Regions from separate parts of the Mus musculus genome. Here all the other regions are linked to region 2. A link is a contact called in public promoter capture Hi-C data. All regions are on one chromosome and are shown on one strand. Each heading gives the region's core, a stretch centred on a gene start, on an enhancer-like site or on the middle of the called end of the contact. The rest is flanking DNA. Distances are from core to core; before and after follow the strand shown.

What was found. Promoter capture Hi-C pulls out the DNA fragments that hold promoters and counts their contacts.
Region 1: a promoter capture Hi-C map of hippocampal neurons shows a contact between it and region 2, with 13 times the contacts expected there. The contact joins the enhancer-like site here to the promoter of Lrguk in region 2. A contact is called at or near these places in 8 of 39 promoter capture datasets (the 3T3-L1 cell line, the C10 cell line, cranial neural crest and 3 more), 1 of 15 datasets of contacts at CTCF or cohesin (large pre-B cells), 3 of 484 Hi-C or Micro-C datasets (B cells, cerebellar granule neurons and ventricular fibroblasts), 1 of 115 datasets of contacts at active chromatin or transcription factors (embryonic forebrain) and 2 of 9 other capture datasets (adipose tissue and liver).
Region 3: a promoter capture Hi-C map of hippocampal neurons shows a contact between it and region 2, with 16 times the contacts expected there. The contact joins the enhancer-like site here to the promoter of Lrguk in region 2. A contact is called at or near these places in 4 of 39 promoter capture datasets (hippocampal neurons, liver and pre-B cells).
Region 4: a contact with region 2 is called in a promoter capture Hi-C map of hippocampal neurons, with 11 times the contacts expected there. The contact joins the enhancer-like site here to the promoter of Lrguk in region 2. A contact is called at or near these places in 4 of 39 promoter capture datasets (the 3T3-L1 cell line, cranial neural crest, hippocampal neurons and 1 more).
Region 5: a contact with region 2 is called in a promoter capture Hi-C map of hippocampal neurons, with 12 times the contacts expected there. The contact joins the enhancer-like site here to the promoter of Lrguk in region 2. A contact is called at or near these places in 4 of 39 promoter capture datasets (the 3T3-L1 cell line, hippocampal neurons, liver and 1 more) and 1 of 9 other capture datasets (liver).
Region 6: a promoter capture Hi-C map of hippocampal neurons shows a contact between it and region 2, with 10 times the contacts expected there. The contact joins the enhancer-like site here to the promoter of Lrguk in region 2. A contact is called at or near these places in 4 of 39 promoter capture datasets (the 3T3-L1 cell line, the C10 cell line, hippocampal neurons and 1 more) and 1 of 115 datasets of contacts at active chromatin or transcription factors (embryonic stem cells).

The regions. Positions count from the first base shown.
Region 1 is chr6:31,931,863-31,936,247 of GRCm38.p6, forward strand. No RefSeq gene overlaps it. Among named protein-coding and RNA genes, the nearest start is that of Gm31894, 84 kb to the right of the region's middle. Within about 2 kb of position 1,694, at least 10 of the 459 cell types and tissues checked have an H3K27ac peak or open chromatin away from gene starts, as enhancers often do. A contact at or near this core is called in hippocampal neurons, where this site is marked.
Region 2 is chr6:34,027,726-34,032,099 of GRCm38.p6, forward strand. It overlaps Lrguk (leucine-rich repeats and guanylate kinase domain containing), which reads left to right and starts at 1,723. Exons shown (of 20, transcript NM_028886.1): 1 at 1,723-2,028. The coding sequence starts at 1,732. It overlaps Gm38786 (a long non-coding RNA gene), which reads right to left and starts at 1,999. Exons shown (of 4, transcript XR_868961.1): 1 at 1,915-1,999.
Region 3 is chr6:31,519,797-31,524,811 of GRCm38.p6, forward strand. Podxl (podocalyxin-like) reads right to left here. Exons shown (of 8, transcript NM_013723.3): 6 at 4,874-4,935; 7 at 4,509-4,676; 8 at 1-3,423. The coding sequence ends at 3,226. Among named protein-coding and RNA genes, the nearest start is that of Podxl, 42 kb to the right of the region's middle. Within about 2 kb of position 3,400, at least 23 of the 459 cell types and tissues checked have an H3K27ac peak or open chromatin away from gene starts, as enhancers often do. A contact at or near this core is called in hippocampal neurons, where this site is marked.
Region 4 is chr6:31,915,971-31,920,617 of GRCm38.p6, forward strand. No RefSeq gene overlaps it. Among named protein-coding and RNA genes, the nearest start is that of Gm31894, 100 kb to the right of the region's middle. Within about 2 kb of position 1,516, at least 15 of the 459 cell types and tissues checked have an H3K27ac peak or open chromatin away from gene starts, as enhancers often do. A contact at or near this core is called in hippocampal neurons, where this site is marked.
Region 5 is chr6:31,896,094-31,900,666 of GRCm38.p6, forward strand. No RefSeq gene overlaps it. Among named protein-coding and RNA genes, the nearest start is that of Gm31894, 120 kb to the right of the region's middle. Within about 2 kb of position 3,193, at least 10 of the 459 cell types and tissues checked have an H3K27ac peak or open chromatin away from gene starts, as enhancers often do. A contact at or near this core is called in hippocampal neurons, where this site is marked.
Region 6 is chr6:31,595,028-31,599,833 of GRCm38.p6, forward strand. No RefSeq gene overlaps it. Among named protein-coding and RNA genes, the nearest start is that of Gm31486, 7.7 kb to the right of the region's middle. Within about 2 kb of position 1,939, at least 123 of the 459 cell types and tissues checked have an H3K27ac peak or open chromatin away from gene starts, as enhancers often do. A contact at or near this core is called in hippocampal neurons, where this site is marked.

The DNA of each region.
Region 1 (4,385 bases), core at 444-2,943, 2.1 Mb before region 2:
CTTGCTAGTGTATGCAGTGGTGTCAGCGTTTGGAAGCTGATTATGGGTGGATCCCTAGATAAGGCAGTCTCTAGATGGTTCATCCTTTTGTCTCAGCTCCAAACTTTGTCTCTGTAACTCCTTCCATGGGTGTTTTGTTCCCAATTCTAAGAAGGGGCACAGTGTCCACACTTTGGTCTTCATTCTTCTAGGGTTTCATTCATGCAGACCATTTTTATTACATCCCGAGGTGCTGCTGTGCCCACATAGGATCATCCTGGTCCCTTCAACAGAAAAATGACAGAGGATCTGGATTAGTTACTTTACACCCCCCCCCCCTTTCTCTTTTGAGACAAGATCTCTTGTAGGCCGGGCTGCTTGGAATTTGCTATGCAGTTAACCCTGAACTCCTGATCCTCCTACCCCAATGCTGATGTTGCAGTTTATGATGCTCTCAGATTTACCCCCCAGAGGTGATATTTAGATACATACTAGGTGATTACTTTACCAGCTGAGCTGAATGCCAGCTTTTGGATTAATTTCCTAGGAATGCAAATGGGGCCACTTAAACCATTAGAAATGCATTGCCCCACATTTCTGAAGACTGGAAGGTCAAGACCAAAGTGTCCATAGGGCTATTGTACCTCCAAAGACCTACAAGAGAGATTGCCGCCTCTTCCACCCTCTGTATTCTTGCTTTCCTTTACTTGTTGTCGTGTTTTCCCATCTCTGCCTCCATCATTGTGTGTGTTCTTGCATCTTTGCACCATTTTATGGTGGCTCTGCCTTTCCTAAGGGCATCAGTCGTACTGGGCATCCTACTTCATCCTAAAGACAGTTTTATCTAAATCAATTCTGTCTACAGAGACCCTATTACTAAATGAGAACACTTCTATAGTATGCAGGTGGACTCCAAGATATTTTTTATAGGGGAAGATATAATTCACCCACACCAAATACCTAGAAATACGTTGATTGTCTTCCAAACTCAGGCTGGAGCTTGGTGTGTCTGATGATTTTCCCTGTGTTGAGCATGTGGGTTATACAATGACCCAAAGTCAACGGAATATCAGTATCTGTAGTATTTGCTAGCCATTCACATAGGGTTACTGCTTCCCACATTCTTATTCCCAAAGACAATTATCTGAGCAGAAGGATATGCCTTGGCGATGTGCTTGAGTACTTTGGGGCAATTGTGACTTCCAGAATAAAATGTTAAGTGTGGTGATGCTTGACTGACCTCATAATTATATACATGCTATGGAGAACTGAGCTCTAACTAGGAGCAGATTCAGTGGGCTGGTTCTCTTTTGCACTGGCTATTTGTATTTGTTGACAATTTGTGTGTGTTTGTGTGTGTGTGTGTGTGTGTGTGTGTTGTTCACTACTATATTTACTGGTTGATGGCGTGTGAGGTAGGAGGAGACTCAGAGAAGAGACTTCGTGTTTAGCTAGAAAACAATCTCTGAAACAATGGAATGTCAAAGATGACATGGAGTCTGGTGAAGACACTGCGTGTCACAGAAGACACATTCCACAATGGCTGTGCAGAATGAAGCTGATTCCGCCCCCGGCTGTGCTCCCTGACCCCAGCTGTGACACAAACTGACCTCCTATCTGTCTGGGCCTTTCTCTGGGAAGCTTCCTCTCATTTCCTGGGAGATGCTCTGGGTCAAGGGCACTTTCCAGAGTGGAACTTTCCACTGCCTCATAAACTTCTCGTTGCTAAGCGATGATGGTGCTCACCAGAGGGGCTGCTCCTGCGCAGGGCAGCCTGTTCACTACCCCATCTGCAATTTAAATTCCCTGACAGGCAGAGACAGCCAAGCTGTTCACTTGAGATTGCAAAGAGTTAGATTGAAATACAAGGAATATCCAATGCCTGGAGCCCCTCATAAATTTTGCTTTGATAGTGACTGGGAGAGAGATGGGGAGAGAAGGAGCCAGGAGGCGATTGTAGGGGCAGCCCTATCGCAGTTGAATTTACTGTTGATCTCTCTGCTTCATTCCCCCGCAGCCCCGAGTGTGCACCCACTCTCTAGCCTCTGCCTATTTCTGGTCAGTGGGCTTCTGGGCCCTTCTGCTGTTCCTATGACCGCACAGGTACCATAGCCGCCATTGCCCCCACGCCATTGCTTTCTCTCGGAGTAGCCTGAACTCCCCTAAGGGCCCAGCAGCGTGTGCCCTTAGCAATGCTAGGGCTTTAGGTGTTTTGGTAACAGCTGAGAACTTTGCTTGTGACTTTAGCTGGATTGTATGAGGTAACCAAGTATTCCTGAATTCCGCAGGCGCCCCAGGGGAAGCCACGCCCTTCAGCGGGCAGAGGCTGATGGTGGTTACATGTCAGGGAGTGTGGCAGCAGCAACTCTGCAGCTGAGGTCCACAGAGGAGCATAAAGGAGGGGATGAGGAGGAGCTTGTAGGCCCCGCCTCTCTGGAGATTTGATTCTGTGATTAAATTCATTCTTTCAGTATCCCCTCTAATCACCTCTGGGCTCTGGGGTTCTTAAATGTAAACAAACAATCCTATTTATTTATTTATTTACTCCCAAGTATCAAAAAGCTATCCTCAAGTCATTCGGTTTTCCAGGTCCTTTCAACAGGAAGGGCTGGGACAGCTAGACTGAGGAATGAAATGTGCAGTTCAAAGTAGATGGTAGTGATCAATTGTCTGCTTTGGTTCATGAGGTGGGGCTAGCTGCCTGAGGGTTCCCCTCCTCTCCCCATGCTAAGTGGGAACGAGACCATGGGACTCAGAACCATGGGTAGACAATTCCTCTCCTCCAGGAGCTGTCAATCTTCAAAGTACATAGGTTATACTCAATGGGCTGAAAAGTCAGGACAATCCAAATAAGGGCCCTCTGTGTCGAGAGGAGTCAAGCTTAGAATGAAATTTCCAGAGAGGGGGGGACTGCAAGCTCCTTGGCGGGGACTGCAAGCTCCTTCTCCAAGGCGGGGACTGCAAGCTCCTCCTCCAAGATCATCACAGAGAGGCGGAGCCTGCAAGCTCTTCCTCCTATATCATCAAATTCATATCTATAAGAATAACCATAATCATCATCATCATAATTATAATAATAAAAATAAAAGGAAATTAGCAAGTGTTGGTCCCGACGTGAGGAAACTGGAGCCCCACATGGCTGGTGACAGTGTAAATGGTGTGACGTCATTGGGAAACACTTTGGCAGCTCCTCAGAAACACACGCGGAGATAGCACCTGCCCAGTGCTTCCATTCCTAAGTTTACAGTCAGAAAACCTGAAAGCAGAGACTCGAACGGAATTTCTCCTACACCTGTGTCTACGGCAGCATTCATTATTCACCATAGCTAGAAGCCTGGAATCATCTAGGCGCTCACTGGTGCATGAATGGAGAAGTGTGGTTTACAGTGGGATCTTAATTGGCTATGTGACTATCAGTGAAAATTTGGTACGGCAAAGTGATATGTGGTACAACATGGATGGATCTTGGAAGCATTGCACTAGGTGAAATGAGTCAGGCATGAGATGGTGAATTGACTCGGAGTTTACCCAGGTGAGGGTCCTAGGGAAGTCAAACCCACAGAGGGAGGATGCAGAGTTTGGATGATGGGGGAGCGCAGAAGAGGGAATGGGGACTGACAGTTTGCAGTGTTTAGCTGTGTTATAGATGACGGAAATCTTTGGGTATAGATAGTGATGGCGCTTGTGTACCACCAGAGTTGTACTTAGTGCTGCCATATTGCACAAGAGTGGCTTGGCTAAGGTAATTACCATTACACTGTATATAAATTGCCATAATTATATAAGAATGAGGGACTGGTGAAGTGGCTCAGCAGGTGATGCTGCCAAGCCTGACTGCCCGAGTTTGAATACCAGACCCATATGGGTCAAAAGAGAGAAATGATTTTTCTAAGTTGTTCTCTGGCCTCCACACAAGCACCAGGGTACAGTTGTGCATGGACTTGTGCATGCACAAAAGTGTGTGTATGTGTGTGTGCACACACACAAATAAGTAAATTCGATGAGTATGGGTTGGGAAGAATCCTGGTGATGTGATAGGACACGGGAGGGACAGAAGTGAAGTGGCCACCAGCACACCTAGGCTGAAAGGCACAGCCTGGCTAGAGGAGACTGTGTGTAAACGGGGGAGGGGAGGTATCACACACCACCACACAGCCATAAGGGTGTCAGCTGGCAGTGTATAGAGAAGATCAGAGGCACTCATCCCTACATGGGGTGTCTCCATCAAGTCCCCCCCCCCAGGGAACCCCGAGGAAGAGGAAGCAGAGAGGGGGTAAGAGCCAGAGGGGACAGAGGAGGCCAAGAAAACAAGCCCCTTTAAATCAACATGATCAAAGCTCATATGAACTCCCAGGGTGTGGATGGGGACCCACGGACAGGAACAACCAGACCACATAACGACTTGG
Region 2 (4,374 bases), core at 473-2,972:
TTCTCCTTGTAGTCCCTACCTAAGACCCCCTACTCCATTTCAAGTTCTGCCTTCCTCTCTCTCCTTCCCAGTCTTGGGCTCTAGCCTTTTATTGTCCAAGCAGAGATTGGGGAGAATTCTTTATAGCACATTGGTCAATACAATGCCCACGTCTAGACTGAAATGTGACCTTGGGACACAGAACAAGCATCTGAATGCACAGTTCACGAGACCAACTCCAACAAATAAACTCTCCCCAGCCTGTTTCATTCTAGTCCTTGTAGGGCAAACATGTTTTTCATGTTTTGAAATTATTCTTTGACAGATCCTAACTCTACCATCAAACATTTTTCTCAGTAGATTGCCGTTAGCAAAGTTCCCTCTGCTACAAATGCTGATTAAGTTATTGAAGACACACATAGGGTTTGCGTTTTTATAATTTCTGCAAGAGCAGAGCGAACACTCTAGTCTTCTTAGTTAGGTGGATCCAGACCCTAAGGCAATGAGGTTGGAGAGAAATCCCTTGTCAAAATCGGTACCCACTAGGAAAAGAAATAACAGGCAAGGCAAACCTAGCAGAGAGATACTTTCATTGCGCCCTTTCCAGTTACGAGCCGCAAGATAATGAAGGAAGGTAATTCTGAAAGCTTTATGTCAGTTTTAATGGTCCCTCAAGCACTAAGAAAGATAATAGTCAATGGATGGTGTCCATAAGAATTTTTTCTCCTTTTCCCCTGACAGCCATTGATAGGATCATTTTGTATTTGTAATGGCTGTCACTGAAGCATGGAGAAATGGCCCAGTAAGGCCAGAGGATGAAGACAACTTCCCTGTCAGGATCTCTGTTGTCATTGCTATGGCAATAATAGTTGCTACAGTTCTCGTTCTGTTTTTCTATAGCATGTCTATTTTGTGGAGCTTAAGGCTATAGGATTTGGGTTTCATAAAATCACACTAGCAGAATGCCATGCCTTTTCTAATCCTTCAAGAAGAACATTTGATAAAACTATTCAGCAGGATGAAAATAATTACAGATGCAGGTCACTTGACTAATTATTGATGGAATACTAACCTCTTCACAGGGGTTCAGATACACTACAATTAGTTTGATTTATTTTCCTTTTCTCTCCTCCCTTTCCCTTCCTTCCCTTCCCCAATCTGCCCCTCTGGTCCCACTGCTAGCTTTTTTCTTCCCAAGGACCAGACTCAGAGTTGGACAGGTATGTAAATTAACTACAAATGAGCTCTTAAAATCCTTTGGTAGTTTCTCTTCATTATCTACAATGAAAGGAAAAGGAGAGGAGTCAGGTCTTTTCAATCTTCTATGTCACGGCCTCATCTCCTCCCACGGCGCTGTGCATAGTGTTAAATTTCATCTTTACTAGCTTTCCGACCGACAGAATTAGGGATGTCAAATGCTTCCAAAGTTCGATGGTGTGAATGAAGCCAGACTGGAGATGCTTGTGTGAATGTTATCAAATGTGAGGTGAACAAGCTCAAAGAAGGACAGGCAGCAAGAAGACAAAGAAAGTGGGTGGAGAAAAGGGATTAAAAGTACATGCAAAAAGGAACAACACTAGCCACTGAACGTAAAGAGGAAAATAAAAGAAGCAGCAGAACGCTGCAAAAGTGAACGCCAATGGAGACCTTGACAGAATGTGCAAGTACGGAAGCTTGGACTACAGCCCCCCAGAGTTCCTTGCAGCGCCGCGGGCCATGACGTCAGTCTCCTAGGCAACGCGTATAAACAAGATGGCGGCCTTCGAGCGAAATCCCTCGAGATGGAAAGGCACCCGTTTCAGGCGGGGTTTGGGCGCCTCTCGCATTGCAGCCCAGGCGATACTGTCGCTCACAGAAAAACAAAGTCAGGGCCGTTGGCCTTCTTTCCCCCTGGGTCTGAAGTCAAAAGGGACTTTCAGAAGCGCCTCCTCTTACCTCCTCCACCAGCTCATCCACCGCTCTCATGAGGCAGAAGCGGAGCAAGAAGAGAAGCAACAGGAGGACGGAGAATCTGAAGAGTCAGAGGAGTCCGAAATGCAGAATTTGGAGGTGTGCCTCCCCCCCTCCCCAACCCGCACCCCAGTCTCAGGCATCCTCCAGCCGCTCAACCTGGCTGCCTCAGCGGCAGCTTGCTTCTGCCTTCTCTAGCCCTGGGCTCAGCCCACTCCACTCTAGCCAGAGGGCAAGGGCTTTTCTTTGCTGCTTATTTTTATTCCCCCATTTCTCGTGTGCTTCACCTCCTGTCTTGGAGAAAGGGGGTGAAACCCTCCAAATATTTACTTTCTTTTCCTAGTTTCTTATCTGTCAGATTACACACTGTTATAACGGGGGGAAAAAAATCAGTGTACCAGTATGGGTTTAATGCTTTCAAAATTACGCATTGACAAAATTATGCGGGCCATTCATCTTCTTCCTTCCTCCAGGGTGGTTTAAAAAAAAATCCCAATGCTCTGCTGAAGACGAAATAATGTATACGTTTTATATGTTACTTCTGCTCGGGGTATTTGTGTGCCTATTTAAGCACTCCCACTCTTTCTGGTTAGAAGGGAGCCACAGCATGATCAGAGAGAGCCAGCTCACCCCTAGTTGGCAGAGTTTGGCTTATGGGGAGCGTTCCCAACGCTCTTAACTATTTTCCTAATCTCCTGATTCCACTTCCCTTCCCCACTTGACTGTATTCCCACACACCGACTGTCCTTCCTCATCCCTTCGCTTCCTTCCACCTTGCATTCCCTTACTCCTAGTATTGGCTTCTATTTATTGTGCTTTTTCAAAATCGTAGGTTGATCTGTTTCCCTCTCATACCCAGTTAGGCTTTTCTCTCTGTCATAGCTACTCAGAACCAACATCTTTCTTGATTTCACTTCTTGCCTTTTTTCGCTGCTCCCCCTTCTTTTCCCTCAGCTTCTTCACAAGCCACCTTTCTCCCCCTGTCAAACATGGCTCCTGGTTTGCCTTCTTTCTTGTCCTTCCTGCCTCTGACCTCCCGTTACTCCACTTCTGCCCTCCTTTCCCTGGGCTCTTGTCTCTAATGCCCTTTCCTGCACTTGGAATATTTGGCCTATTTCCCCCCTCATCCCTCTTTTTGTTTTTCCTAGTCTACATCTTTCTTCCTGGGCTGGTTGCATTCTAACGTTGCTTGAAGTTGGCTATAGCAGTGTGCTGGCAATGGCGTTCTTGCCATTCTCACCCGGCACTGAGAGGCAGAGATAGGGTGATTGTCGTGAGTTAGAGGTTAGCCTGGTCTACACACCCAGTTTCTGATTAGCTAGAAACACTGATAGAACCACACAGTGAGACCGTGCCTTAACAATAACGATGATGATGATGATGATGGTGATGCTGGTGATGATGATGAAGATAATGATAACAAACAACCAAAAAGGCCATCATTTATTTTATTCTCCCTTTGTTGGTTAATTTTCCACCTTCAGCTGAGACTACGACAAACCGTAGCTGTGTTTGTGCTCCTTCGAAATGTTTGTGTGGTTTCCACCATCTTCCACCCCAGAGGAATTCACAAATGAACCACCAGCATTACTTATGATTCTAATTAGCACAGGCTCCTTGGATATGAGTTCATTAGCGCCATCATTAATCTGTCTTCAGGATGCCATTAACAAGCCGTTAGAAGGGGTCCATCCAACTGGCTACCCCTTTCTGGTTTGGAGACTATGTTGAGAAAAAGTTTATTATTTCCTCCAGTTATATTCTAAATACTGATACTGACTTTTCACGGTATTGCATTTTAAAATGTGGAATGAGCTGAAAAGTTGTGAAGTATACGTTCTTGTTGAGTGGTTGATTTCCCGTTTCTCACCCTGATTCCAAGTAATCACGTGGTGGCCATATTCATCAGTGCAGCCTGCTTCAGACTGCAGAAGCCCTGATGACTTTAAGGGAAGCGGCTGAGACTGGCTGTTTGGAGCACAGCCTTTGTGATGAAAGGCTTGTGGCTGGGATGTGGGCTAGCCTTTGGTTAGTACCAAGATTCTGAATAAGTGATTTAGCTTATAATGTGCTTGAGAGTCCCCTCTGTCTCGTGGATAACTAAATGCTATCCTATATGTAAAATGCTTAGCATCGGGCCGGTGAGATAGCTTCTCATGTAAAGACATTCGCTGCCAAGCTTGATGACCTGAGTTCAACCCCCTTGACCCACATAGTGGAAGAAGAGACTTGACTCTCCAACGTGGTCCTATGACGTCCACATGTGTGCTGTGGCATGTGTGCATGTACACAATACACATACAAATAGAAAGTGTAGTAAAAATCCCAAACACTTAGCATAGTAGAGTCCTGATACTAAAAACAGTAATTCAGACATTTCTAATTGCTACCTGTAGCTTGTTAAAGTGGTTTTAGCCCTATGGAACGAACATTTACCAAGCAATT
Region 3 (5,015 bases), core at 2,150-4,649, 2.5 Mb before region 2:
CCTTTGAGCCTCATTCTGCTGGACATTCCTCAAGGAGTTTTCAAAATTAATTCCTGACAGGAAAACAAAAACAAAAACCCAAGCCCCTAGAATGCTTATTTACACCTCGGACCACATGATTCCAGAGCCCCAAATATGGCTGCTATTGTCCCTTGTGTTCTCCCAGCCCCTCCAGGGTCATCGTGAGGAAGGCTGGCGGTCTCCTATAACCTTGTACCTAGAAGTTGCAGTCCTTAATTCCCTGTTCTTGAGAAACACGCAGCACAGGGTGGGCAGTGTGGGATGCGTGTTTTCCTCTTGTCCCTGTCCCTGGGGAGACTCTTTGTGTCTTCAGATGTGATTTCCTGTAGGGAGACTAGACTGTATCTCCAAACCTTTCCCCGTGACCATCACAGACCATTCTCAACTCCAGCCTGAACTGCAGTAGGACTGCGACTTGGCAGGGGAGGTGTAAATCCACTATCTCCAAGGCAAATACGTTTGTTACCAGCCTGTCTTGTTACTTTCTTCATTTTTAAAAAAGTCATCTCTACTAAATAGACATTTACATTCTTGTTCAGAAGTGGGGAGGGAGGCTTAGCTATCTCTCATAGCTATCAAATCTTTACCCCAAGTTTACTCTCTGAAAGTAGTACAAGGTAAATAAACATGTGGCTCTTGTATTTACATTGTCAAAAATATGCATAGATCTTGTCAACTTCAACTTACTCTCCAAAGTTTCACCAGTGTATTGTCCAAAAAATAGGCAAAGACCAATAGAACTCAAACACTGATAGAGTGGGCTGGCTCACTCTATCAGGGAAGATAGAAGTGAGTGTCCTAGATGAGTCTGGGTCCTTTTCTGCCGGGCAGACTGCTCAGTGCCCCATGCTCACCTGCCTCTCTTGACATGCACGTGGGAGCACAAGAGCTGCTGGGTGTGCTCAGGCACAGCCATCGGGCCCTTGGGGTTTGCAGCTAGGGGAGAACCATTTGCCACTGAAATGAAGAGCTCTGGTTTCTCTTTGGTACAGCTGGCTCTAAAGTTCCCTTCCTCTCCCTTTTCTCTGACTGGGCCTGAGATTCTGAGTTAACAGCTCTAAAAACCCGGTCATAACCACAGGAAGATGACTTTTATAGATGCTAGCAGCATGTCTTGCTGAACAGATGTCCCAGCCGTAAGAGCAAGTGAAGGCCAGGTAATAAAAGGCTACACAATTTGAGTGCACAAGAAGGAACACTGGGCCAGTCTGGTCAGAGCCATGGCTGTTCCTCCAGCCCAGACACACTATCTGTTGTCTAATATTACAATCATAGCTGACAGACTGTAGGGTTGAAATCTGTGACCAGTTTGCAGAAAAAGCATTTGCGGTCTGTCAAATGGCCTTGCCCCATTGAGAAGAAGAAATCCTGTCTGCCTCTCGGACCATGACAGAATGAACCCACTGGGTGGCAGAACCTAATGCAGGGATCAAACAGACCTAATTCCCCCCCCCCCCCCAGTTGGCACTGTTCCCCACACTCCCCTGCAAACCTTAGAGAAGCATGCCAAGGGGCTTGTTGAGTTCTTCTTAGCCTTTTTTTCAAGCTCCTGTGAAACTCACTAGGAGCCTTCCCTGACTTCTGTCAGCCTTTTCTTTCTCTCTAGTCTGTATCTCAGAGAGACAGTGGTAAAGATGGACTCAGGCAGAGGACACCTGTCTGCCCCCCTAGCTCCCCTTTCAAATAAGCTGCTCCAAACCAGACAGTCCTGGGAACTTATACCACAAGAATACAAACCATGGGCCTAATTCAAAGCTCCACACAGGGCCCCTTCCCCTTTCTCAGGAAACCCATCATCACTATGCTGGGCCCTCGCAACCTTGGACATGGCTGCCTGACACCGCTGAGCCTGGACAAATCCTGTGCTAGGTACTAGGCATGGTTTTATGTTCCCTGAGAGGCCATCAGAAATGGGACAGCTGGAATGCCACAAAGCACACCAGACACAAAAGCCTGGCTCCGTGCTGGGAGAGTAGGCCAAGGTATCTTAAAACTGCACAATCTGGGCCTTTCTCCATGTGGCAAAGGAGGGTGCAAACCGATGGAATTAGCTCACAGTCTCCACGATCTGAGCTTTGGCCTTTGGCAGTAAGGAGCTGGCGCACACACACACAACACACCACAGCACACCAACCCAAGCTCTCAGCAACTTGAAAAGTCCCTGAGCTTCCTGTGGAATAATAATAATGCCTGGTAGGTTAGATCGATTGTCTACTGAGACACATTTGCCAATCAGGGACCAGTTGGGACCCCAGGACATATCTGTTCCTAGACAACTGCTATGTGACACTAGGTTTTGAGGAGTCACCCACTCAGCTGAGCAGTGAACAACAAAAAAGGAGCAGAAGCAGACGGCCAGAGGAGATTTTTGAGAAGTGTCTTCTAGGGAGTGTCTTAAATGATAGGCCAGTCTCAGTACAGAATCAGCTGCCATGAGGAAGCTATTGGGGAAGCCATCAGAGCATGAGATGCCTTTGCCTGCCCACCCACCCCTTAGGCAGACTCCATTAGATAGTGAGGCCTGTGAGTTTAGTCCCAATCCCACTAAGAAAGGCAAGGAAATCAGAATGTAGAACAAGAAGTTCAAAGCCATGCCCTGGGAAATAATGGGACTAAAGACTAACTCATGAGAGGTGGGATACAACAAGCTAGCCGAGGCCATGTTATAGGAGATGGAAATTGGGGACCTGTCCTTGAGACCATAGAGGCTTGGTTTTCTTTTCCAGCCTGCCCACCTGCAAGTGTCTTGTGCCTTGGGGAATGGGCACAGATGAACACAGTAGTGTGTCTGGATGCAATTAAGCACCAGACTGAGGGAAACAACCTTTGTCACCAAAGGGCTGTGTGGCCCCGTGCAAGTCACCTGACCTCTTAAGGCCTCAGTTATGAGATGAGAGGGTGCCGTTCCTGGAGGAGCTCCAGAGACTCGCATGGCGTTCTCCATCTTCCTCCTGCCTTCCTGCTCTGGGCTCAGGCACAAGTAGGTTATTTTACATGAGGGAACTAGACAGAATGTGACTTTGTTGAACTTGAAAAGGAAAATTAAGGCCCTGTAGGGATTGTGAGGAGGGAGACAACCTTCGGAGTCCATTCTCCCTCCCCAGTCTTTCTGTCTTCAGGTGGGAAGATTTCCCCCTCCCTGTCCAAATGGCACTTTGGGTGGTCTGGAGCTCTGCAGTGCAGTTGGGGTGGCCAGCAGACAGATCAGAGGTGTGTGTCTTCCTCCTCATCTAGGTCATCCTTGGTCAAGTTGTCCAGAGGGACGATCCAACTGTCCCCCAGCTCCCCATTAAGGTTGACCACCTTCTTCTCCTGCATCTCAGAAGGAGTCTCCATCACTTCCAAGGTTGGGTTGTCATGGTAACCATTCTCCACTGTCTGCAGCTCCTCTGTGAGCCGTTGCTAAAATGGGGACAATAACACAGGAAGACGGCAATTTTGGAGTGCTGTGAGCTTTAATATGAAACATTTCCCCATTCAACCCAGGGACCTCAAGTTGGCCAGATTAAATTCCCGTGGTTCACTTGTGGGGGCAGAGACCACCCTGGCTACTAGCCTGACCATCTCATGAGTACTCCCCCATATCCTAAAATTACCAGCTGCTTTCTACCTTCATTCCGTGGCAGTCTGTGACATCATGGAGAGAGATTTCTGAAGACATTTTGTCCTTGAGATCTTTTTTCTCTTCTCCATCCCTCTCCATAAAAACCTCTGTTTTTCTACATCATTCCATAATAAATAACAGAGAAGAACAACATAAATAAATAAGTAAACAAACAAGGCTCCTTCAGAGCAGCCTGACAGGACTTTTCAGTGGTCAAGGTGAATAGGGTGGCCCTTACAGATGTGCAGACAGTAGTCTGTGCTCTGAGATCCAGCTGTGGATACACACTGCCATCACTCATGCCTCGGTCAATGCACGAGGTCAATAGGAGTGGGAACTGTCTTAATGCTCTCATTAGTTTACAGCTAGGGTGGAGACCCACAGCAGAACAGCACTGTAAAGTTGAGACAGGGTCCTGCTGTGTAGCCCAGGCTGACCTCCAACTTGCAATCCCCCGGCATCAGCTTCCCAAGTGCTGCCATTACAAATGTACGCCACCACTACACCAGAGAAGATGTGGTTCTAGTTGGTTGGGTGAAAGAAGCTTTTTTAGAGCAGCACTTGCCCAAGGCCATATATGATATATAATATATTTAGGGATCATATCCCCTAAGTCTCCAGAACAGGTCTGCAAGGGACCATCCCCACTATGCAGACGACAAGGCTGTAGACTTATGATTGACTTACAGACATTGACTTACAGACACGGCTTAACCCTAGTGTTTCTGCTCTTGCTTCCACATTTGAGTCTCCAGCGTTAGAGACAAGCTAGCTTGACAGCGGGGACAAGAACCTGTTCGAAGGCTCCAGGCCCACTCCTGTGGAGGGACCGAGTGAGAGACACATTGGGTAACTGGGCTACCTAGAGTAAGAAAACACTCACCTGGTCCTTCCTCTGGGAGATCCGCTGGTGACAGCAGCCGTAGAGGGCAGCAACAAGGAGCAGGAAGGATGCCATGCAGACGATGGTGATGATGAGCGGCAGGCTGAAGCGGTCCTCATTGACCTCTGGAGGCCCTTCCTTCCCCAGCTTCATGTCACTGACTCCGGCCTGGCCAAGACACAGAACTTAAGTGACAGAAAACGGGAGTCCAGACCGTTTGTCTCCACTCCAGTCTGTGTGGGTCTGCTGCTGCTATCCTACCACCCGCCCTGTTCATATGTCTGCCTCCTGCATGCTTATACTATCAAAGGAACTCCTCACCAGAAGGCACTGGGCTTAGGACAATACAGGGCAAAGCTCCTTACCTCTGTCAGGTCATCCCATCTGTCCTTCAGTAGCTCATACACGGCCTTAGGAGAAAGCTTCGCTGTGGGAGAGACAAGAGACAGATGCTGCCTCCAGGGTCCAGCCCAGAGTGAAATGTCAGGGGTAGAGGGGGTACCCAAG
Region 4 (4,647 bases), core at 266-2,765, 2.1 Mb before region 2:
TGTGCCGATGTTCTCTATGGAATCTTCTGCACCTGATATTCTCTCTTCCATCTCTTGTATTCTGTTGCTGATGCTCGCATCTATGGTTCCAGATTTCTTTCCTAGGGTTTCTATCTCCAGAGTTGCCTCACTTTGGATTTTCTTTATTGTGTCTACTTCCCTTTTTAGGTCTTCGATGGTTTTATTCAATTCCATCACCTGTTTGGTTGTGTTTTCCTGCAATTCTATAAGGGATTTTTGTGCTTCCTCTTTAATGTTTTCTACCTGTTTAGCAGTGTTCTCCTGAATTTCTTTAAGTGAGTTATTTAGTCCTTCTTGATGTCCTCTACCATCATCATGAGATATGCTTTTAAATCCAGGTCTATGTTTTCCGGTGTGTTGGGGTGCCCTGGACTGGGCGAAGTGGGAGTGCTGGGTTCTGATGATGGTGAGATACCCCAATTTTAATACAAATGTTTTACCAAATTTTGGGAGAATTTCATATCTATGTGAAATGTATTTTTATCATATTTACCTTGTCACACCCTGTTCTGGCTTTATCATCCACTCCTCCTAATTTCATGTTATTTTTGTCTGTTTATAACCCACTGAGTCTAATTTGTGATGTTTATATAGCCACAATTATAGGCATCCATGGGAGCATGTGGGTCCCTTTCTAAATCAGGCACTGGGCTTATGGCCAGCAGGGAACCCTTGGTGGATTCATTAACAAATATATTTTTTTAAAATAATCAAATGTGTGAAAGAAATTCTGGATGTATGGGTAGATGGGTGGGTGGGTGGATGGATGGATGGATGGATGGATGGATGGATGGATAAATGGACAGATGGATGGATAAGTAGGTAGATAGATGGGTGGATAAACAGATGGATGAATGGATGGATGGGCTTATGGGTAGAAGTATGGACATGTTGGTGGCTGGACAGAAAAATGTGTGGTTGGATGAGTGAGTGGTTGAACGAGTGGGTGGTTGATGAATAGATGTGTGTGTGTGTGTGTGTGTGTGTGTGTGTGTGTGTGTGTGTGTATATATATGAAAGTGGTAGATGTGTAGGTGAATGAATGGATGGATAAATAGATGAATAAATGAATGGGTGGTTGAATGGGCAGATGGATAGATAGGCAAATGAAAGATGAATGGACAGGTGGGTGGATGACTGAATGAGTGCATGATAGATGGATGGGTAGTTTGAAGGGTGAGTTGACAATTGGGTAGAAGAATTTGCCTCAACTCAGGTAAGAAGCAAAATAATGGCTGGATTGCACAAAACCTGTATGCATGTGTGGAGGGAGGGGCGTCTGGGGGGGTGTAAGTGCAGGCTTGTGTGCCCTTTGATCCTCCTCGAATAGGACTACATGATAGATTGAGATTTTATACATTTAATATTTCCTTCCAACTCCGGGTGCTTTACATCTGGATAAAAGGAGCTATAAATCTCTGCAGGCAGAAGGTGGCCAGCCCTCCCTTTCCACCCGCTTACTGAGATCTCACTTGGAAATCCAGCTGAACAGTCAATGATGAATCACAGCATCTGCGGGGCAGTCCAGATAAGCAACGATTTGCATTTTCATGTGATCATTTGCTACTCTTGGCGTTTTCAAATTACTTTAGAGCCACATTAATTCAGTTGCCACCTACTGCCACTCTGTGCCCAAGTGACCGGGTGATGGGAACGCAAGTGGCAGGTTTGTTTGGCTTTTCAGTCATGAGGAGAGAGTGCTCCCTTTGGGTATCAGGAGACATATGGGAAGAGAGCAGCCCCGTGGAGAGTGATCGTGTAGGAACTCTTCCCGAAACTTGACTGCTTCCAATCTACCCTGTCTTTGTATTCTTTATGTCTGCCAGTTGCTTAAAAGCAAAACTAAGCATCAATTACTCTCCCCTGTGCCTCCACCTTACACAGTGGAGGAGGCATCCCTGCAGGTAACCGATTCTCCTTCTCTACTGTAGGAACTGCGTGTGCCCGGGGGTGGCTGGCAGCAGTAGGCACCATATGGCTGCCATGGAGGCGGTCTTTTGGGGAGAAGGGAAATCTTGGAGACAGTCTACAGGCTGGATGGAACTCCCAGCCCTGCAGAGGAAGCTCTTGTCTGGCACTTGCCTGTAGCTGTCTCAGTGGTCATGGCTCCTACAAAGAGACCCCATGTGGCCAAGAGGACAGTCTATCACCCAGCCTTGGGGACTCAGTAAGAAGGGAGAGTGTTAACTGAAGGCAGAATTAATCCTGATGTGTCTAGGTAGGACTCCTTTCTGAAATACCTCCGGACAAAGAGATTTCAGTCTACTGTAATCCCCTCTCCTCTGTTTCCTCCAACCTTCACAATCTAGGGAGTTTTTAACACTCATCTGTAGAACTTAAGTGCAAATCCATTTCCCTGCCCAGAAGCAGATTCTGAGTCTTCACATCCTTAACACAAATTCTCAGAATGCTATCCAATACATTGATGACAAGCCCTTTGAAAATGGGAATTAATTTCTGTTTCTCTATCTTAATTTACATTTGATCATCTCCCAAGGATCCACTTTTTAACACTTCCATCAGCCCCCATCTCTCCCAACCCTTTCAGAAGTCTTGTGTTGAAGTTTTTCTCAGGTTCTGAATCACAATGATAGATAGATAGATAGATAGATAGATAGATAGATAGATAGATAGATAGATAGACAGACAGAGCATCTGTCTCAAATGACTTGTCCAAAGTGATTTTTAGATTGTCTAACCAACAGTGCAGTGTGAGCTGTTCAAAAGGACAGAGGTTTGGGTGACAGGGAAGCTGCAGTAGTTTTTTTCAAATTCTATTTGTACTTGTGGCTGGGGATATAGCACAGTTAGTAAAATGATAAGCACAAGGAGACCCGAGTTTATCTCTCTGCCACCCACTTGAAGACCTGGGTGTGGTAGCACATGCCTGTAATCCCACAGCTGAGTTGGAGGAGATGTGAGGATCGATCACTAGAGCTTCTTGGCCAGTCAGCCTAGTCAACAATCTAGGTTTAGTGGGAGACCCTGTCTCAAAATGTAAGGTGGAGAGAGACTGAAGAAGATACCTGCCATCAGACTCTGGCCTCCACATGCACAGACATACATGAAGATGTGTACTCCTGCACCTGCACACATGTAATGTACGTGCATATGTCACAGACACAGTGTTCTATCTATTGTCTCCCTCTCTTCTCTCCCAGCTTGCAATAACAGTGTGGTTTAAAAACTTCCTGTTTTCTGTGGTAAGAACACTTCATATGAGAATCACCTTCCAACATTTCTAAGTATGCAACACAGTGCTGTTGGTCACAGAGACAATACTCTGCACTAGAGCTTCACAGCTGCTTCATCTAGGTTAACTAAAGCTTACTACTCCTTGGTTAGTAACTCTGCAGTTCCCTCTTGCCTGTCCCAGACAACCACTGTTGAACTATAACCCATATAGTCATCAGTTTTCTGTGACCACCTCTTTCCATCCATCACAGTGCCATTGTCTGCCATGCTGCCTGCTATAGGCACACATTGCAGGACTTTCTTTTTCCAAGGCTACATAGGATGGGGATGTGTGGATCCACCCTGGCCCCTGTATCCATTTAACCATAGATGAATGTCAACTCATTTCTACTCGTTGGCTATCGTGAATAACGCCACAGTGGACACGGGACTGCTAATGAGTCTGAGATTTTGATTTCAATTCTTTTAGGTAAATACTCAGGAGACTTCTGAATTCTATGACATTCTCATGTTTTTGAGGAATTTAAACCCTGCATTCCTTAGCTTTCCCACCGACATAACCTAAGGGCTCTAGACCCTAAGCATTTCACTAGCAGTTGGCTTTGTTCTTCAAAAAACAGTCTCTTGGCAGATGTGAGGTGAACCTCACCATGGATTTGATTCTCATTTCTCTGATGATTGTCGCATGCTTTCTTTGGAGAACTGTGTATTAATTCCTCACACCATGGCTTTGAATGGAGTGACCATGACTTCTGCTTTTGAATTGCTATTGCTATCAGCCACAGAGTTACCATCCCCCTAGGTGGCCTTTTTGCTTTGCCTGCATTCCCTAGGTTGCTCTCCTGTTCTGTGCATTATTGCATTTCTGTCCTCTGTTTATTCTTCATCTTTTCTTCTAATTAACTCACAAATAAAAATATCGTACAGTTGGCTTAAGGAAGCCACCCCAACTCTTGCTGTAACCTCATTTCTATACTGTTCAGTGAACTTTTGTACAGTTAGAATGGCTGTGTGACATTCTCTGGTTCTGAGCCAGAGATGGAGGCCTGGCCATGTAGTGTTCCCATTTCTATACTCTAATAAGGAAAAGGTAAACAAGCCTACTTGTAATTAAGAATGATAAAAAATAAACTAACTTGGGGAGTCAAAACTTGAAGACCATGAGACATTGACAAGAGAATTAAAGTCAACACAAATAGATCACACAGAAGAGCCTATAGGTTTGATATAAACTTCATCAGTATTCCAATGTCATTTTAAAAAGAAATAGCAAAACAATAATTCTATAATTTATACGGATCCAGGTGTGGTGGATCCCTCTTGCCAGGGGACTGGCTATAATATCAGGACTTGGGAAGTTGAGGCAGAAGGCTAAATAATTGAAAACCAGCCTCAGCTAGCTACATAGCATGTCTGTGTTTTAAAAGCCAA
Region 5 (4,573 bases), core at 1,943-4,442, 2.1 Mb before region 2:
TCAAGCAGGTGGTTCCTAAACTTGAAGTGATTTCCTGTCTGCTAGAGAAGACCTTAGAACTCTCTGACCTTCTCAGAAGGTGGTTCCAGGTGTGGTCCTGCGTGTGGGAGCCCTGTGGAAATACACTATCAGCCAACTCATGGAAAAGCCAGTTCATTAACTTCATTTTGCCAAGTAGTGTCTTGGTTTCCTATCAGTCAAAGCTACAGAAAGTTGCTTTTGGCAAGCGAATTCCTGAGTCCCAGAGGTGAGCTGAGCTGGTTGAAGCTCAGGTTTCTAGAGATCCTTGGTCAGAGTGAGTGAAGATAAGAGAGAATTATGTTGTGGAAAATTGATCTACTAAGTTGTGGATATAAGAGCAGTCTTTGTATTGTTTTTGGCTTCTATGACTGTCACTATGTGGCAACAGCAAGAATCTTTGATTGACAGGAGAAAGGGGAGCTAGTTTCTAACACATGCCCTTGGGCGACTACTCTTACTTGAGCCTCAGCAACTATTGTGTTTATTTCCAGGCTTATTGCTTCCTAGATCTCCACGAGCACTCTGGGGGTGATAGATAACCAGAATCTCTACCTTTTCCAGACAACGGAAGAACATATGGTACAAGCCTCACTGTTAGAGGTGCCTGCTGGGGATTCAGATCTTGGGCATAGAAATGGAGACTGAAACCATTTGGGTGCCTCTGCCAGTGACCAGGCTCTTCCCAACATGACACCACAACGGACACACTGATGCCGCTGGGACAACCCAAGGGTTTTGCTTAGCTCCTGTTCTCTAGCGTCTCCTTTAAGGGAGTTGGTTTCCAATCTTTGTAATTCAAGAATCTTGACACATAGAAGAGGTTATAAGAGTTCAGATGCCTCTTCATGACCGAGGCTTCCATCCTTCCACCTTCTGAGCTATGCTATGACCTTCACCCTCTGGCCGTTACTTGGTGACTTTTCTTTCGTGAGGATGGGGACTGTGGAGGAGGGGAAACAGAACCGGGAACATAAGGCAGTTTACTGCCCCAAGGCTCAAGGGCAGATGGCTTACTGAGGACAGTGAAGGAGAGCAGGGCTGGGAGGTGACCCTGAGATTCATTTAACAGGCAAAGAAAAGGACAGGCATTATACAGACTTAACAAAAGAAGAACTAAATTGACATTCTATTGACTTGCAGAGGGAGTTTTAAAAACAGATTCCTATAACACCAGTAATTTGACTGAGAGGCTGGCAGAGGACTCAGCTACCAAAAGCATCACTGCTGAAGGCCATTGATATCCACTGAGCAAAATCAGCATATGAACTTGAGCTCACACCCCTCCCCACAGCTTCCAGAAGCCAACCCGGGTCTCCAGAGTGTGGATAAGAGGGTAGCATTATAGACGTGACCTTTACTCAACCCTTGACTATTATAATCTGGTCTCTGGCCCCATGGAGGATCCTGGGGAATAGGGTTCTTCTGGCTTTAAGGTAGAGTCAGCATCGAAGGAAAGTACCTTACTGCTTCGTGGTAAGGAAGTGATGCTCTTACAGAGCCTCTCCTCGGGTACCCTGTGAGGATGGCTTTGCAGGAAAGTGGAGCTTGTAGGAAAGGCAGCTAGCTCGCAGTGGACTTCTCAAGAAAGCCAGGCCTTCTGTGGTTTGTGTTTGTGGAGATTTTATGAGGGACACCCAAGGAACTTGGAGAGGGAAGAGAGAGAGTCTCAGGGCATAGGGACAGTGACAAGAAGAAGATTAGACAAAGGGCAGTCTAGCTCATTGTCCTGGGGCTGACAGCATCCAGGCCCCTTCCTTCAGGAAAGTTTTGAGACATAGTAAGACTGTGGTCTGAGAACCTGGATTTAGAAAAGTAGGGTGAAAGTAGGGTATGGTGATTCACCCTGGGGTGTGCTGGCTGGCTTGCCTAGCCTACTTGGCAATTTCCAAGTCAGTGAGGAACCTTGTTGCAAAAATCAGGGCGAGGGGTACCTGAGGAATGATTCTAGAGCCTGTCCTTTGGTGTCTGCACACATGCACCCCCTTTCCACCCCCACCCCACCCCAGAAAAGCTATTGGAAGGAAGGTCTGGGTCATAGGTTGTCTATGTCCCTCTGTGTGTATTCTCTTCTCCCCTTTAAAAATCTCCTTCTCTGTTTCTGTGTCTCTGTCCCCCCCCCCCCGCGTGTGTGTGTGTGTGTGTGTGTGTGTGTGTGTGCGCATGTGTATGTGTGTGTGGGCTTATGGTTGGAACATTCACTGTCCACACAGATCTACCCCCACTTTCTCCCTTCCCTATTCCAACAAATAACCCCACATCTTTAGAGTTCTGCAGGTTGCGTCCCCCTCCTCAGTCCCGAAGTGCAGAGGGAGTACATCTGTAGGCACCAATGCAAGGCACATGAATCCAGCGCTCCAGCCAGCTCTGCCAGTTAGCCACTGGCTCCCTGGGGTGGTCCAGTGCACATACAGAGTCTTATTAAAGCAGCCCCTCCAATCATTATCCTAGGAGTCTATTATCCCCTACTCTGGGGAGCAGCATATAAACTCCTCACCTGTCTCCTTTGCTTCCTCAGCCTTTCTCAGAGAGCCTGGTTTCTTCAAGTACCCCAACTCTCCCTGTTCTAAGTTTTTCTCAGACTCAGTTTAGGGGGAGGGAGGAAAGGAGCCTTTGGTTTAGCAAAAGATTTGAAGGTCACCTTCACGGAGCCCCAAACACGATAACAATCTCTTCAATCAACAAGCTGGGCTCCTCTGGAAACTGAAATAGCAACTACGGAGTCAATTGCACCCCCCTCTGCTTTCTTTTCTTCACAGGACACAAAGAAACTCTAGGGGTGAACTTGGAGATCACAGTATCTTTTAACAGCCTGAAAGATGGGAAAAGAAAGTTTCAGTGTCTATCTGCAGCTTGCTAGTATAGAAAAGCTAATTATCTCAGTGCTCCCCGACCACCTTAAATCCAGCCAATTCTTGTCCTTTAGCTGTGACCTTATTTGTCCTATCAATAGCCCAGAGTTTAAGGAGATTCTGGCAATGGCTCACCCCATTTCAGATGGCAGAGACCACAGGCCCAAGGAACAGGGGTGCCAACACAGGGTCGACACAGGCTAGAGTAGACTGAAGAGGAGAGACACATGGACAGTTTGGCAACCTCTGCTGGCTCCGGCTTTACTCCTCCTCTCCTTGGGCTGGGCCCTGAGCTGCTGTGCATTGTCTAGTGCAGCATCCAGTGGGCAGTTGCCAAGGCAGGAACAGATGGAGTGAGGAAAGGAAATGCTTCTACTCTGTGGCATTTGGGGAGAGGAATGAAGGATTTTTCAGGTTGGAGTTAATTAGGGATAATGGAACATGCGTGGGGGCAAATTGTTGATGGAAAGGGAGAATCTGGCAAATGGGGCCTCTCTTTGTCTCTTTCTTCTTCTTCTTCTTCTTCTTCTTCTTCTTCTTCTTCTTCTTCTTCTTCTTCTTCTTCTTCTTCTTCTTCCTCCTCCTCCTCCTCTTCCTCCTCCTCTTCCTCCTCCTCCTCCTCCTCCTTCTCTCTTCTCTCTTCTCTCTTCTTCTTCTTCTCTTCTCTTCTCCTTCTTCTCCTTCTTCCTTCTTCTTCCTTTTCTCCTCCTCCTCCTCCTTATTCTCCTCCTCCTCCTCCTCCTCCTCTTCCCCCTTCTCCTCCCTCCTCCTCCGTTTCTTCAATATGGAGTACCCTAGGAGGACAATGGGCTTGAATCATGCTTATATGAGAGCATGAGAAGGCCGTCCCGCACAGAGTCCGCTCACTACCCCTGAGATGCAAGACTGTAGAGAACAACTGGAGGTGTCCTTAAATCACAGCACAGACAACAACAGGAGAGGATGCTGGCTGTATGGACAAGAGGATGGGCAGAGGCCACAACAGGGCTACTTCATAGTAGGAGGACCATAGACTGTTAGAAAGAGGCTTACAGGTCATCTGCTTCAGGCCCCCAGTATGTAAATGAGAAAAATGAATTCAGAGACATGCCCGATAAACACACATTGCTTTTAAGAAGCTGAATGGAAATGGGATCTAACAGTAGATTAACCAGCAGACAATCTCACGTCTGTGTAGAGACAAAGACAGGTAAAAAGTAAGAGAGGGAGACATGCCATGAGCCACTAACGCAAAACACAGTTGCCTTTATTAATGTCAGACAACTGGGGCTTCAGGATAGGGAAAATTACCACAGACAGTGGTCATTAGGCAATGACCCAAAGCATCAATGAATTAAGAGGACATAAAAAGTTCTTAGTGAGTATACACCTAGGCATACAGCTTTGAAATACACAAATAAAAAGGATAAGTCTGAAAGGGACAATAGAAAGTCTCAAAGCTACAGCCAGAGACTCCTGTCAGTCTGACGTAGACATTTATAGAACAATTAGACAAAAATCTGTAGAAGTCCTGAGTCCTATTACCAAACTTTACCTTATTAATATTTATTAGGCATTTTACCCAATGAATGTTGAATGTATCTTCCTTTTAAATGCCTCTGGGATGTGTACAAAGTCAGACTATATGCTGACACATAAAAATAAGACTAAACAAATCTTAGATTAAACTTACATAAAAAATCATTTTGCCCATGACCAAATTA
Region 6 (4,806 bases), core at 689-3,188, 2.4 Mb before region 2:
CCCTAACCCATGGCAGCTTCTCCTTCCTCCTCCTAAACCTTTTTCTCCCTCGTGGTTCCTTTCCCTAAACCCAACCTATGTCTCCTCTGCCCAGCTATTAGCTGTTGGCATCTTTATTTACCAGTCAGTGATAACTTGGGGCCAAGGTGTATATGCAGACTCTTTCATATTGGGGACCCACATTCTGCATTACAATAGACAGCAAAAGACCAAACCTCAACAGATACCCTCTTCCAGTTCCCTTGGGTACACAAGTGGTGGACATGCACTCATATCACTATACATACACGTGGGTAAAACACTCAGACATACAAAATAAAAAATAACATTTGAAAGGAGGTTGGAGAGATAGCTCAAAGCTTAAGAGCACTTACTGCTCTTGCAGAGGACCCAGGTTCAATTCTTAGAAACTATATGGTAGCTCCATTAATCCCAGTACTGGGGAAGTGGGTGGATTTCTGTAAGTTTGAGGTCTACAAAGTGAGTTCCAGGACAGCCAGGGCTACAAAGAGAAACCCTGTCTCAGAAAACAAAAAATAAAAACCAAAAAAACAACAACCCTAACCAACCAACCAAACAAACAAAGAACAAAAATCCCACTCCCCCCACCAAACACATAAAGAAAAAGAAACAAACTTCATGCCAAAGAGAAGGGTCAAGGTTAAAGGCACTGGCTGCCAAGCCCACAACCTGAGCTCAGCTCTGTCCCGGGATCCTGTGGTGGAAGGGGAGAGAGAACAGGCACTGACTCCTAGCGTTTTGTTTTTCTTTTTTTCTTTCTTTCTTCTTCTTTTTTTTTTTTTGGCAGGCAGGTTTCTGAGTTTGAGGCTGTTTCCCTAACAAGTACTAGGGCTGAACCTGAGAGGGTTCTATAGGAGAGAAAGAAAAGAAAGAAAGAAAGAAAGAAAGAAAGAAAGAAAGAAAGAAAGGAAAGGAAAGGAAGAAAGAAAGGAAAGAAAGAAAGGAAAGAAAGAAAGAAAGAAAGAAAGGAAGGAAGAAAGAAAGAAAGGAAGAAAGGAAAGAAAGAAAGGAAAGAAAGAAAGAAAGGAAAGAAAGAAAGGAAAGAAAGAAAGAAAGAAACAAGGAAGGAAAGAAAGAAAGAAAGAAAGAAAGAAAGAAAGAAAGAAAGAAAGAAAAGAAAATTATTTTTATGTGTTGTAGTTTTGTTGTAGATAAGGTCTCACTGTGTAGCTCTGGGGGACCTAGATCTCACTACACGTCTTAGTTAGGGGTTTACGGCTGAGAACAGACACCATGACCAAGGAAAGACGTAGAAAACCCAACACTACCACCACGTTTTGTTTTTCAAGGTCCCATTCTGTAGCCCATGCTGACTTGGATTTGTAACAAGCCGGGACCCTCAGTCTCCCAAGCACTTTGACTACAGGTGTGAACGACACCATCAGTTATCCAAGCCTCTGAATTACAAGCAAAAATGAACCACCCAGGGTGCTGGGGCATACAGCACGGCTCTGGTGCTCCCGAGAGCCACTGATCCTTTTGTGCCATGGGCCATGCTGTGGGCAGCAGGGGCCTGTGTGTCTGGGTCTCCGTCACAGGCCCATCAGTCTCTTTGGAGAAGACTGCAGGCACCTTCTTTTGTCCTCTTCGGCTTGTGACCTTTAGACTTTCTAAGTCACCTCTGCTTAGGCCGGACCACCTGTAACGTCTGTCCGTCTCCTTTCTGAGCCTGTGTTAGTATTCCAGGGAGCCAGCCTCGCAGGCGTGCACACACCAGGAGAGCTAGAGGAAGCTTAGCAGAAGAAGGGCCACAAACCCAGCAGAACACAAAACACGAATACTCAGCCAAAGACCCTCGTCCCTGGACCCCAGCCAGGGCTGTCCCTTGATTATTTTTTGTTCTCCTTCCTCTTTAACTGGATCTTGCATGAAAACAGCCTGGGCGTTGCTAAGGTAACGCCTTGGAGCCTCCCTGAACACATCATTGTTTAATTCCAGCAGCAGCGGCAACCCAGAGGAATGCGCTATTTGTTTAAGAGATGAAAGCCTCGAATTTCCACAGATTCTTCTCCGGCTTCACTCCCCTTCCACTGCCAGGCTGGGCTGGAGAGGCGCACATTGGGTGGAGGGGACCCAGTAGACTAAGGGGTGATCTTTACGACTTGAGGGGAGAGAGAGAGAGAGAGCGAGCTGTCCTTGTTAGGGGAAGAGCCATCCTCCTGGGAGGGTCTGAAGGACTTGACAGCCTTATAAGTCAGTACCCAATAAATCGACCCTGCCCCTCAATGTCCCAATTTCACAGGCCCAGAGACCTTGATGAGTGGCAAACCTATCCTGTATGCAGTACACATGAGAACAGGGCCTGCAAGCGTTGAGGATAAAGCTCTATCAATAGGTTACTGGCCAAGAAGGCAGGAGGCCCTAAGTTCAACTTCTTTGCAGTATGGTAAGTGTACCAGAGGACTGTCCTTCATCTGTTTCAAAACAACAGCAAAATTCAGAAGAATTTCAGGGAGAGAAGGAGAGAGAGATGGGGTGTGGGGGGAGGGAGAGGGAGAATAGAGAGAGGGAGAGAGAGAGAGCAAGAGCCCATTCAGATGGGAGTAAATTTTATGTATGATGGATCCATGGTACAACCTTTCCTTCGTCATTCCACGGACACTGAAGAAATGTACACTGCTCTCCAAGACTCTGGCTGAGGACTTGTAAGGGTTTTTGTGTTTTGTTTTTCCAGAGTGAGGGTCTCATGTATCCTAAACTGGCCTTGAACTTCTTGTGTAGCTGAGAATGACTGTGAACTCCTGAGTGTTGACAGTACAGGCATAGTCTAACATGCTTGCTTATGCTCTGCTGGAGATGGCTTCCAGGGCTTCATGTCACACTGGGTAAGCATCCTACCCAATGAGCTACAGCCCCCAACCTCTCAGAGTCTCACTATATAACACAGGGGAGAGTTTGGAACTCTATGTAGCCCACGTTGGACCTTGAAATTGCAACAATCCTCCTGCCTCAATCTACTAGGCACGATATATTGTATTTGTGTTTTCATTGGGAGGTTGGCTGCACTGACTTGAGTCTCTACACAAAGGCAGGTTTAGAATAGAGGGTGGCCCTGGGGCCCACCCAAATCTTTAATTAAAAAGATACTTTAAAAAAATTAGAATAACAGTGCACGTAACAAATTATAAAAAAATTAGAATAACAGTGCAGTGGGGAATTAAAAGCTCCAAGAAAAATTAGAATAACAGTGCACGTAAGGAGAAACCATGGAGATAAATCGGGCAGATAGACAGACAGACAGACATCCAGATAGACTCAGTGGGGAATTAAAAGCTCCAAGAAAAAGAGACAAGCAGAGCAGTACAAGACCAGATACACATGGAGATTAAACAGCAAACCTTTAGAAGAACAAAAATGATATCCAAAAACCGAGAGTGAAACTGCTTTGGGAGCCCAGGGTTGGACAGTGATTCTCAGAGACAGATGTCATGGCGCTGAAGTGTGTAGAAAGAGATTAGCAGCCTTGGAGGCCCTTGAAGATAAATGTCTTCCTTTGAACCCCACTTCCTGTTAGAAGAGGAAGCCTCACAGTTGCCCTCCATATTTAAAACACAGGAGAGGATCTGGGAGGAGTCGAGGGAGGAGAAAAAAATATGACTGAAATATGTCGTATTTTTTAAAAATATGTAAAATACTTTTAAAAAAATACTACATGAAAAACTGGGTGTTCCAGGACCCCCCCCCCCATGTGACGTTCTTATCTGCCTCCAGGCTTAGAGAGCATTATCTGCTGTGGTTGCCTACCCACAAAGGTAATGCAATTGAGTCTGTCGGGGACCTGGCAGGAGACCACCCCTCAGGAAAGCTGGTTTACCTGGGGGTTTGTTAAGGCAATGGGAGGAATAATTATCCCTGCAGGAGAGAGAGAACGTACTTTTCTGTCTCAGAAGCCCTCTTTCAATGAGGTCGCTTACAGAACTTCATTGCTAAGCCTGCCTGATTTTTTCTTCTTTCTTTTCCTTCTTGTTCTTCCTCTCTCTGTCTCTCTGTCTCTCTCTCATTTTCTTTTTTCTTTCTTTCTTTTTTTGGACAGAGTTTTCTGTAGACCAGGCTGGCCTCAAACTCAGAGGTCCACCTGCCTTTGCCCTCTCAGTGCTGGCATTAAGACAGCAGCCACCATGTTCGACTGCTCATTCCTTCTTTGTATACCAGCCAAAATCCTAAACACACTTGTTCTGATCCCCGGAGGTTTTTAAGTTTTTTTCTCTGACGTCTCCCACTTCATTCATACACACACACACACACACACACACACACACACACACACACACACACACACACACATATTGCTGATCTTCATGACTAGATCTGGTTTCCTTCTTTTTTGAAATTCACTTTCTTTTGGTTATTTATTCTCTCTCTCCCTCCTTTTGATTTTTTGAGGCAAAGTCTCACTCTGTAGTCCTGGCTGTCTTGGAACTCATTATGCAAAATAGGCAGGCCTCAAATTCACTTTCCTCTGCCTCCTGAGCTCTGGGACCACAGGCAGGGCTGCCAGGCCCAGCTTGTTTGTTTGTTTGCTTTAAGGCAGGGTCTCCTATGCAGCCTGGGCTGGCCTGGAACTTACTATGTAGGACATACTGGCCTGAAATTCACAGAGAACCGTTACCTCTGCCTCCTGATTCTGGGATCAAAGGCTTAACGACCACCCCTACCTCTGTCTGGTATTTCAAAACTCAAAAGGCATCTCACTTTTTTCTTCTTATCTATCCCAGCATCTGCTGAGATTTATAGCCCGTCTACCCTATTGTTTGTCTCTCTAACAATTATAAACTGGCCCCTGAG